Regions from separate parts of the Zea mays genome. Here region 2 is linked to region 1. The links are chromatin contacts, called in public Hi-C maps. All regions are on one chromosome and are shown on one strand. Each heading gives the region's core, a stretch centred on a gene start, on an enhancer-like site or on the middle of the called end of the contact. The rest is flanking DNA. Distances are from core to core; before and after follow the strand shown.

The links. Hi-C and Micro-C count contacts between places; a contact is called where the count stands out from the background.
Region 2: a Hi-C map of tassel shows a contact between it and region 1, with 3 times the contacts expected there. The contact joins the promoter of LOC103653936 here to the promoter of LOC100502445 in region 1. A contact is called at or near these places in 2 of 25 Hi-C or Micro-C datasets (ear and tassel).

What each region holds. Positions count from the first base shown.
Region 1 is chr4:162,358,867-162,364,167 of Zm-B73-REFERENCE-NAM-5.0, reverse strand. It overlaps LOC100502445, which reads right to left and starts at 3,327. Exons shown (of 3, transcript NM_001196923.2): 1 at 3,042-3,327; 2 at 2,822-2,927; 3 at 687-1,992. The coding sequence starts at 3,302. The coding sequence ends at 911.
Region 2 is chr4:162,731,620-162,736,920 of Zm-B73-REFERENCE-NAM-5.0, reverse strand. LOC103653936 (transcription factor bHLH94) reads right to left here and starts at 2,812. Exons shown (of 3, transcript XM_008680746.4): 1 at 2,117-2,812; 2 at 1,086-1,619; 3 at 92-447. The coding sequence starts at 2,458. The coding sequence ends at 325.

The DNA.
Region 1 (5,301 bases), core at 2,078-4,577:
ATTAGCAAATCAAAGGATAAATCACTTAGTACTGGGTCCCACCTGTGTGAAGTGCAACTAGCAAATCAAAAGAAAAGAATAAATCACGTAGTACTGGGTGTGGTCTGTGCTGCTACTTTTATCCCTGAATTACTGATCCCTTGCGCAATTACGAAATGGTCGAGGGATGACAGTACGCTTCGAGCTCGTATTCATAACCAATTGGAAGTAAAAGGTTGTTCCGTAGCAGCTGCATTCCGCAAGGCCAATCAACCATGGAGAATGGACATGCAACATCTGTGGTTTGGTGTTAGATTACAGAAGGTATGCATAAGGAAACAAAGCCAGATTAGCTGAGGCGTTATAACAAGGAAAGCCAAGCAACTGAATAAGATCGAGCCTCGCCTATCAAATTTGGAGTGAAGAACACTAAGAAAATGTGGTACACAAAAAACCTTTACTAACTGTCACTCAGTTATCAAAACCAAACCACGCAGGGCTTTCACCAAGAAGCTCGCATGCAAAAGTTAATGGACCTATACTGCATTTAATTCATAGTAGAATAAGCAGGATCAGCATGCACACCACCTAGAAATACTATATGTCAAACCATAGAATCACAAATCACAGTTAATAGCAAAAAAAAAAAAACAAAACAAAGGCAAGAAAATATTTAAGGCAATTAGAAATCTAGAGAGCATGCCTCTGGAAATGCTAATCTTTTTATTTTAAAGGACAACACAACCGTACATCGGTACATATGATGATATGACAATACTAACAGAAGTATATACCTATGAATTGTGTAAACCTGAGATTCTCAACTGAGCTCCTTTTGGATACAATAAGTCAATAACTAGTACCTCCTCAATACCAGCAACTTAAAGTGGTATAGGAGCCACAAAGACCAATGTAACAGGCCAACAAGCGCTTAGGAATTCTCCTCCACACTGACTGAAGTCTTCCTAGCCTTCTTGTCACTGACATATAATTGATATCCATATGAAACGAATCCCCAGATGGCCATCAACATAGCAATAATCTTCACTCCATCCATCTTGTCGTGGAAGAAAATCACAGCAAAAATCGGAATGATGGGTAGAGCCAGTGTGCTTATCACATTTGAAAAGAGTGATGACACAACAAAGATCAAACCCACCACTCCTACGGAAGCTATCTGCCAAGATACAGCAGTCCATAGAAGTGTCATCACATAGGACACCCTCCCTGAGCTGAAGGCATGCATCTCTCCCTCTAAAGTCTTCCACTCGCCGCTTGCAAATAAACCGATAAGAGAAGCTACTGTTGCCACTAGTGCTGTATATATCTGCATATTCAACACGACTGAGAAAGTTTCCTTCTTAATAACCTTCTCGAATGCGACTTGCATTAGAGAGAGAATTAGTGAGTATGTGGCCGAGGCTCCTAGGGTCAATGCGAAACCCAATATGTACTTCCCACGCGATAAACCATTGGTACCCTGAGAATCTTCGTCAACTCCAAGAAGCGCAGCGGAAAAGGTAAGGAGAATTACTGAGTTGAAAATGAATGGGGTGAACTTTTGAGCATTTAGGACATATGAGAAGACAGCATTGAAGGCCAGCTGACTAGCGCAAATGAGCGAATATGTTGATACAGGAAGGTACAACAGGCCATAGGAATACATCAAGTCATCGGCAGCAATGATGAGGCCCAAGACAACATATATAAGAGTAATTTTGGTGACAGAAGTCTCAGGGTTACTGGTGGTTGTTTGTGTAGAAGGCGATTTTGAACGGAACAGATATAGGGCGACGAACAGCACTGGAAAGCCAGCGGTTTGGACAAATGTGGACATCCACTTGCTATTTCCACCTTGGTTGTAGTAGAACCTGCCAAGGAGTGTCGATGCTGTCTGACCAGCAACGAGGAAGAAAATGTTCAGAGTTACCATCAGCCACCAATGCCAATGCTTGGTATGAGAGTTTTGAGGAGCTGTTTCGTTGGTAGATGAGGTTTCAGGTTTGGATGATCCTGCAAACAACATACAGAAGGCATTATGAACAGGTCATCCGGAACTATAAATGCTAAGCACTCAGGGTAACAGGAGACCCCCAAACTGAAACGCTGGTTTCTTAGACCAAGTGAAATCCAGCTTGGGTACTTTTCCTGACGAACAGGGCACAAACCCACAGTGCTCTAAAATTACCGCACACAAGAAATTGTCCACGGTATATCTATGACTTTTTCTGGAGAAAAAAAAAAGAAGAAGCAGCGCTGCTCCCCTAAAGCTCACATCATTATTCCCAAACAAGAAAAAGATAATACAGGCCTGGCCTGGCCATTGAAGTGCATAAAGTAAGGTTCCCTACACATCCTCATGAAATGTTTCAGATACTTGGAGTCGTAATTAACAGCTGAACCAACCCTATCGGACGACCAACCGAACATTCACTCAGTGTCAATGGCCAGTAACTGAAAACGCACGCACGAGCACATGGCACAGATGCAGCAATCACAAGACAGCCGTGACTCGTGAGCGCGCGCACTGAAGAAGGGAGATGACCCCAACCCCAATCCCGTACACGAACCAAAAACCCACTGACCCACCGGTACGCCACACACCAGAAGGTAATTCATCGAACACCTCTCGCGCTTGAGCGTTCCAACGACGTACCGCCGCTGACATAACCCGAGAAAAAAGAACATGTGTCGGGGACTCGGGGCTACCCACGCACTGCAGAGCAAATCCAATCTACGACAGTCCTTCCCGCGCTCCTCTCATCGCATCCTCAACGACGACCCGACATAGTTCACACTGTCCGTCGGAGAGAGAGAGAACGAGCGGAGGACTGACACTGACCTGCGATCTGCACGTGGACCTCGTCCTCCCTGTTGCCGCCTCCGCTCCCGCCGCTGCCGTCGTCGCCGGCCATGCCGCTCCCCGCGCGCGATCCGATGCGAGTGGGCTGTGCTGCGGAGGACGCGGCGAGTGAGGAGGAGGCGAAGAGAGGCGCGAGCGGTCAGCGACTCAGCGTGGGAGCGCCGCACGGGGGGGGTGGAAGGTTGGAAAAGCTGCGCACCTGCCTGGCTTCCTTCGCGTAGGAAGTAGGAACACGAGGGAGAAGTCCAGGGCACCGCTCTTTTTGGATGGACGTGGACCCTTGTAGATGGCACCGCGGGCGCAGCCTTTCCGCGTCGCTGTCGTGTCTGACCAAGGCCGGACGCCCTTTCTGATTCGCCCGCTCGCGGTCGCAACTTATTTTTCCTGCGTGCGGCCAGCGGTGCGGGGCCTTGACGGTGACGGATTGGTTTGTTTTCGGCAGTATGCCGGAGTTGACCATCCAAACCCGACTCCGGCCTTCTCCAAAAAAAAAACACCGAAAAAAGGTGCTTGTCGATGATGTGTTGGAGGAGAGCTGCTAGCGTTGTCACACGATTCTGCTGCTTAGCGCTCTGATCGGGTATTTAGAAGATCATGTATGTATATGATAGGTGGCGGTCCTGGGATTTTAGGGGTTCAGGACAAAATTTAAAATAGGACTATTCTAATTCTTTATATACATAAATATTATCAATATAAACACTTAAGATAGATCAAAAATATCTATATCAAGCAATAAGTAAATAAAAAGATACATATTATAATATTACTTTAAAATTTCCTTCTAACATGTTTAGATAAGATCGGATTATGAAAACATCGTAGCCATAAATTCTTTAGTATTTTGTTGCTAAACTATTATATCATACATTGATAGTCTAACTACTGAATTTATATTTAGCATTAAGCCTCTATAGATCTGGGGCCTAGGGCGGCCGTCGGTCTGCCTTAGCCCAAGGTCGTCGATGAATATGATATATGGTTATAGATGGCCAAATGAGCCGTGCCTAACGGACCGGCCTGAAACACGACCCGTTTAATAGTGCCGGGCCCGGCCCGGCACGAGAACCGTGACGTGCTTGGGCCGCTGTCTTGGCCCGCAGTGCCGGCCTGGCCGGCACGATTATATATTTTTTATTTTATAAAACATAGTATATATATTTACATTTTATATTAGCTATTTACAACAAATGCTCACGAGTTATATTGGTTAGTGTCCTTCAGTTAGGCGGGAGAACGTGACCAGTTAAACGGCCTGGCCCGGCACGCCGTGCCTGGGCCACGGCTACGGCACGGGGCCGGCCGGGCACGGCCCGATTAACCGTCGGGCCTGACGGGCCCGGGCCGGGCCGCCCGTTTGGGCACCTCTATATATGGTTGTACAAAACACTACTCACTCCGTTTCATTTTAGTTGTCGCTGGACAGTGCAAAATTGAACTATTCAACGACAAATAAAAATAAACGGAGGGAGTATTATACAGTGTAGATAAAATAGATGGTAGGGAATAAGATACGAGAGCCGCTGAATAGCCTAATGCTACATGCCTGTACAATCCGATCTCTACGGTGCAGGACTGCGGGTGCGGCGGGAGACGCTGGTCTTTTTTCTGCAGCCAAAGCGCGCCGCGACCGCGAGGCCAAGAAAATAACGTGAAACCGGAACAGGATGCTGCGCTTGTTGTCGTCGGGCACGGGAATGCGATTCCGCAAAGCCAGAGATGGCCAGGCTAGCGGCGCCGGTGCTTTGTACATACAGTATACATGGTTGCGTGATTTTTTTTTCTCCGTTGGATGGATGCTCGCAGCTCCTGACCGCACGTCGGTCGCGTACACGACGGCGCCGGTTGCGTATCCACAAGCTCTGACTTCGCCGGACGCCGCCCTCCCAATGAGCGAGACGTCAGTTTCGATCCACAAGCGACTACGACGACGGCCGGGAGCAGCAGCCGTAAAGAAGGTCCGGTGTCCACACCGTTCAGCTCTGGTGGTGGGCTTCAGCTTCGATCATCGTCCTTCATGGGAGAGGGCATCTCTTCAAGGCTGGTTTGGTGGCCAGAAAAATAGAGGTGATCTGTTGGTGAGAAATCTCCTTATTCAATGGTTACCAAATTAATCCTAAAACTTGTATGTCAGCCTCATAGCGTATTCTTGAAAGAATCCTAAGACCCTGTCCGCGGTTTGCCTATATGATCACTCAAAACTCTGTTTTGCACTGTAAACTGTATTGTTCATAGAGTGACGTTTAAAATAGGAGATTAAGATAGGATGAGTAAAGTGTTGAAGATATCTTAATAAGTGTTTTAAAAAATTAACATTAAATAAAATTTATAGAGGTCTAACAAACTGCGACACTTTCACAGAATTCTATGGTGATGTCGTGTTACACCATTTTTATGTGACGTCGTAAAACTATTGGCCAACACATAGAGCTTAACAACACTATAAAAATCAAACTTAG
Region 2 (5,301 bases), core at 1,563-4,062, 370 kb before region 1:
TACATACCTGACTCACTGGCCAGCGACACGTATATGTTCGGTACATACCTAACGTTAAATATTTTTTTTGGTGGCGGCCGCCTACACGTCCTTGAACAAAAATCTGTAGAGTTGCTTGCCGAAAAGACGCTTACACATGCATGTACTAGTAACAAGTACTACGAAAAGAAAAAAAACAGCCAAAAAGACAGAGATGAAACTACAAAATTACACCGAAGCGTTTGAACGGAGCCTTGAAGACGCCTATGCCTGTACATGGCCTTTTCAGCCACGTCGCATCTACGCTCGCCTCCTCGATGGACCCGGGGACGACGTCGGTCGGCCCTATTGCGGCCGCGCTGCCGCGAGCAGCTGCTGGTCGGTGGCCTCGGCGTCGACGATGCAAAGCACGTGGTGCACAGCGGCCGCGACGTCGTCCGCCGTCGCCAGGCCGCACCCTTCCTCCACCTGCACTGCACAGACGAGGTCATGAGAACAGGGAGGGGTGGGTGGGAATCTGCGGGTACACATGAGCCTCCGATCCACCACTGCCCGTGTGGTCGTAAACTACGCCACAGTGTCCAACTGCCGATGCCGTGTCCAAAAATACTACTACTACTACACAGTTGGTACTACTACTACCGGCGGGGAGCAAGAAAAGACTCAGGTGTACAGTGTTCGTGTCAGGCCCGCCCATTGGATTCTCATCAGAGCTAGATTTGGGCGAGAAAATGTCGATTCGCCTCCAACATCGCAACAATAATGCATGCATGCACTGCTTCCAGTTCCAGTTTGGTGGTGCAGGAAAGGTGGAAAGGACCTCTCCTGCCAGCCGGACCGCAGCGATGTGATCACTCATGTCATGACCCCTGGATGTTTGTTTTGGTCTACACATCCAGCAGCAGGAGAATAATATATGGCACGCTTTTGTTCCAGGCCTACAAGTACTACTTAAAGATGGATTCTGCCGAAGCATCAATGGACGACGCAAACGCAAACTTCTTTGCTGCTCGCTCTAGTTTTCGAGCTGTGTGTGCATCGGTTTGTGTTCAAAGCTTAATTTTTCATTGGGAAAAACTTATTAGAGCAGCAGCGAACGCGCGCACCTTGACGCTGATGGAGTAGAGGACAAGGGCGTCCAGCGTGGTGACGCTGAGGTGGAGCACGGCGAGGCGGAGCGCCTGGAGCGCGGTGACCAGGCAGACGAGCTGCCCGGGCCTCCGCGCCGTCATCACGCGGATGCTACCGTGCGCCTCCACCAAGGCCACCTCGACGTCGGCCACCCCCAACCGCCGGCCGTCCTCCTCCTCCTCCGCTGCCGCCGCCGCAGCAGCACCGCGCGCCGAGTGGCACCACAGGTACTGCGGGTACGTGAAGAACCGCGCGAACGGGGCCGGCCGCGCGTGGCCCGCCGCGTCCTCCGTCACGCTGCTGCTGCTGCTGCAGTTGCTCGTCGACGCCGCCGCGGAATCCACGCGGATCTTGGTGCTGCTGCTGCTGGCGTGCGCTGGCGTCGCGTCAGGCTTCGCCGCCGCCGGAACGTGCAGCAGCTTCCGCTTCTGCGCCTCGAGGCACTGCAGCTGCTGCTCCAGCTCCCTCACGAACACGATTGCCCCTCCCACGATGGAAGCTTGGTCCCCCTGCGAACGTTTTCGAAACCGTTAGTTTTGCCAGGATTTGCCGATTTATTATCTGGACTATGGACAGACATGCAGTGACATTATTTGCCGATTTAATTAACTACTACACTAGTACTAGTCACTAATGCAAGGAGCATTGAGCTAACCCTCTGCAAGAACTAGTGTAGAAGTTAATGACGGAGGGGGACACATTAATCAATCCTTAGTAATGCATGGTTTGTTTTGTGCCCGGCAGACTGAACAAAGAAATCCAACAGTCAAGGGAATTAAAGGATTAAAGCTAGGACCTGAATGCCAGGCGTAAAATAGCCACGTTTGACCTAGAAAAAAAGGGGGCTCTTACGCAGAAGAAACATTCCCCGCCACCATCGCGCTTTCTTCCTCTGACGAGCACTAGCTAGAAGAACAGGTAGAGAGGACTGACGAAGAAAGGCACACGCTCGACACGAGAGACGGTGTCCGTTTGCTACGCCTACGCCTACGCGCCGCGTACGTACCCTCTGGACGTAGGCCTCCGGCATGGTGGAGCGGAGCGCGGCGAGGTACTCGTTCATCTGGCGGCGGCGGTTGCGCTCGACGGCGATGTGCGTCATCCGCTGGGTCTCGGCCTCCTCCCTGGACTTGCAGTTCCGCGCCCGCCGCCGCCGCTTCCTGGCCCTAGTCGGCGCCTCCCGCTCCGGCGGCGCATGCTGCTGCTGGTTCGCGGACGCCGGGGCGACGGCAATAATGCCGGCGCCGTCGCAGAACGCGGCAGTGTCCAAGAGGAAGCTGGCGGCGTTGAAGGTGTCGTAGACGAGCACGGTGGCGTCGCCGGGCGGCGCGCCCACTAGAGCCGGCATGACGGCGCGTGCGTGTCTTCTTCTCGTGTGGTAACTCGTAAGCTCTTTGCGACACTCTGGGTATCGTTTGCTTGCGGGGTGACTCCGCCGCGCCGCCCGCCGTCTACTACTTATGGCTCTTCCCCGCGCTGCGTCGGCTGCTGCTGGCAACTGATGCGTATCTGAGGTTTCTGCGTTGGGGCACGCGTATGTTTCTCTCTCCCTAGCTAGTGGTGTAGGCTAGAGATGGTAACGGATCTGATCCACGATTACTCCCAGAGAATTCTTCCATTAAAAATGTTGATGTAAAAGTTTCTTCCCCTCTACGGGTAAAGAACGTGGAAGCATTCTCGTATCTGTTTCCCACGAGTATATGTTTCTCAGGAAGACCCATTAAACTTATATGGGATTATAATTTCATTTATTAATTAATTGCAGAAATAAATAATTACATTGTTAAAAAATCACTTATTATACAAAAGTGTTTATTTTGATGTTCACATAATGATTTTTTCACATCTACAAGTGATAGTGTTTTGCATTAATAACATACAAAATATGTTCTAAATATAATTTAAGCGGAGACAGTGATTCCTGACGGATATTTATCCAGTGGAGAACGAGGATGAGAAAGAAATGTCTCCTGCGAACATTTGTGGAGATTTCTAGAGATTTCTGTGGAGAATTTTTTTTTGTTACGGGAATAGGGATGTGAAGGTAAAACCCGACCGGGAATTCCGTTGCCATCCCTAGTATAGCCTAAGCATAGAGGGAGGATATCTGGATATAGGGATTCTGCCGAGGAACAGTGTGGATGCATCAGATATGGCCAAATTAAGCTGCGTTCTTTTTATGTATACGTACTAATAAGCCCTACGCCGCGCCGCGGTGTGTAGCAGAGCTCAGACAGAAAAGTTGGGAGGGTACTCCGGAGTAGCATGGAATATGGTGGTGCTGTTGTCTCAGCTGGTATTAATGACGAGTAGGACAATTAGAACCCGAGTTAATGAGGTGCCTGCACGTACGTACGTAGGAGTACAACGCAAGAAGAGCTCGTTTCTCCGGATGCCTCTGAGAACCAGACCGGCTATATGCCCGTGAAGAGGATCGGAGGACCAGCTGTCCATCACACACGGGATGCACAGTTGGAGACAGCGGCAAGTGCCACGGACACATGGATTCACAGTGGAGTGGAGGCCCTGGAGGGAGTAGCAACGAGACAAGCAGCAGCATATTCACATGAGTAAAAAAATAACACTACTATTGTGCTACTCGATCGAGGAGGGTAACGTAAGTCCTAGAGCGGTCAATCATCGACACGACACAGCTGAAGAAGCTCATCTATGGAAACGTCGGGTGCGTGGCCGAAAAGCATGAAGAATTTGCCTCTTGGTGTAACTCCTTTTCTATTTTTATGTAGCCTTGTGTGCAACATGTTCTCTGGCAAAACTATGCTCCTCCCCTGTAAAAAACTGAAGAAATCTCCTTTTCGTTTACTCACGATGCATGCGACGGATTCGAGACGGTACATGCGAACACACATGGCAAAAAAGGTCCAGCTAGCACAGCCACGGGATGTGCACAGCCCCAAATGACAGTATGCCGGATTAGTATAATCTCCTACGGGAATCTGAGCAGCTTTTCAGCTAATCTTGCGTGCATCATAACCGAACATGGTAGCGAACAAACCGTCGAACCGGCAAGTGCAGTGCAGTTAGTTAACTTTTGAAGCTTAGGTGTATGAATTGTATGGAAATTAACCATGCTAGCTCTAAAAACTAATTAATGTAAAACAGCGAAACACTCTTAGCAAGAGTTATCTTGCTAGCTCATTTAAATAAAAACTAAATAACCTACCATGACAGTAGAGAGAAAAAAAATATATACATGTAAGCATAGATACATGAATTACAGTAAAGTGTGTGGATATATTTTGGCTCTTCATAAAAAAATAGCCTATATATCGTCCTCTCAAGTCTCATCTCCTTATTAACTGAAATGATCTGACGTTGATTTCTGGAGTTGTGCTCGTTGGGATGCAAACTGTTAGGGACGCTATTGTTTGGTTTTTAAATACAAGTGGATCATTCATGGTTCATTCGACGTATAGTCATATCTACTAACTGATAGTGGCGTCAAAATCACTCACGGAGAGTTTGGATCCCTTCATTTTAGAGGAATTGGAATTCACTCAATAAAATAACTTATTTAGTTTGGAATTTGGCATTCCACCACTTTTCAAAGTTCAGATATAAGCATATCTCAAATTTATTGGATGGAGGATGAGAAATGATTTTATGCATTAGTAGAATTTGTTTATACGCTGTAACTTACATATCACTCTTCATCTCACTCCTCTATAGTAAAAATGTAGCACATAAATATCTCTGACATCTTGCTAATAATAGTATACAAATATATTTTATATAAAACCAAATTATCTTAATTGATATATGCCTAAATTACTATTATTAGAATGAAATTCAATTCCAATGATCCAAACGGGGCGTCAGTAAATTTGGCATGCAAAGCTACCTCAAGATAAGCATTTTCCTATGTTTTTTTGGAAAGGTAGTGATCCTAACAAAGGTTAACCTAACTAAGAGGTACTATATAGATTGGGAGTAAATTACGCTACTGAAAACTAAAAAAAATTTTGTCGATAGACGCACGACCGACAGAAAATTACTAACTCTTCTGTCGGTTTTAAAACACACGCAGGAAACAACGTAAAACATGGGTAAATTGATTTATCTGCCTGCAGAAAAAAATCATATTTTTTGTCAGTTAGTAATTTCCCTGTCCTTTTCTTTATCCGACAAAAGTTTGGGCTTCCATCCACCGCGGAAAACATACTGAGCAGT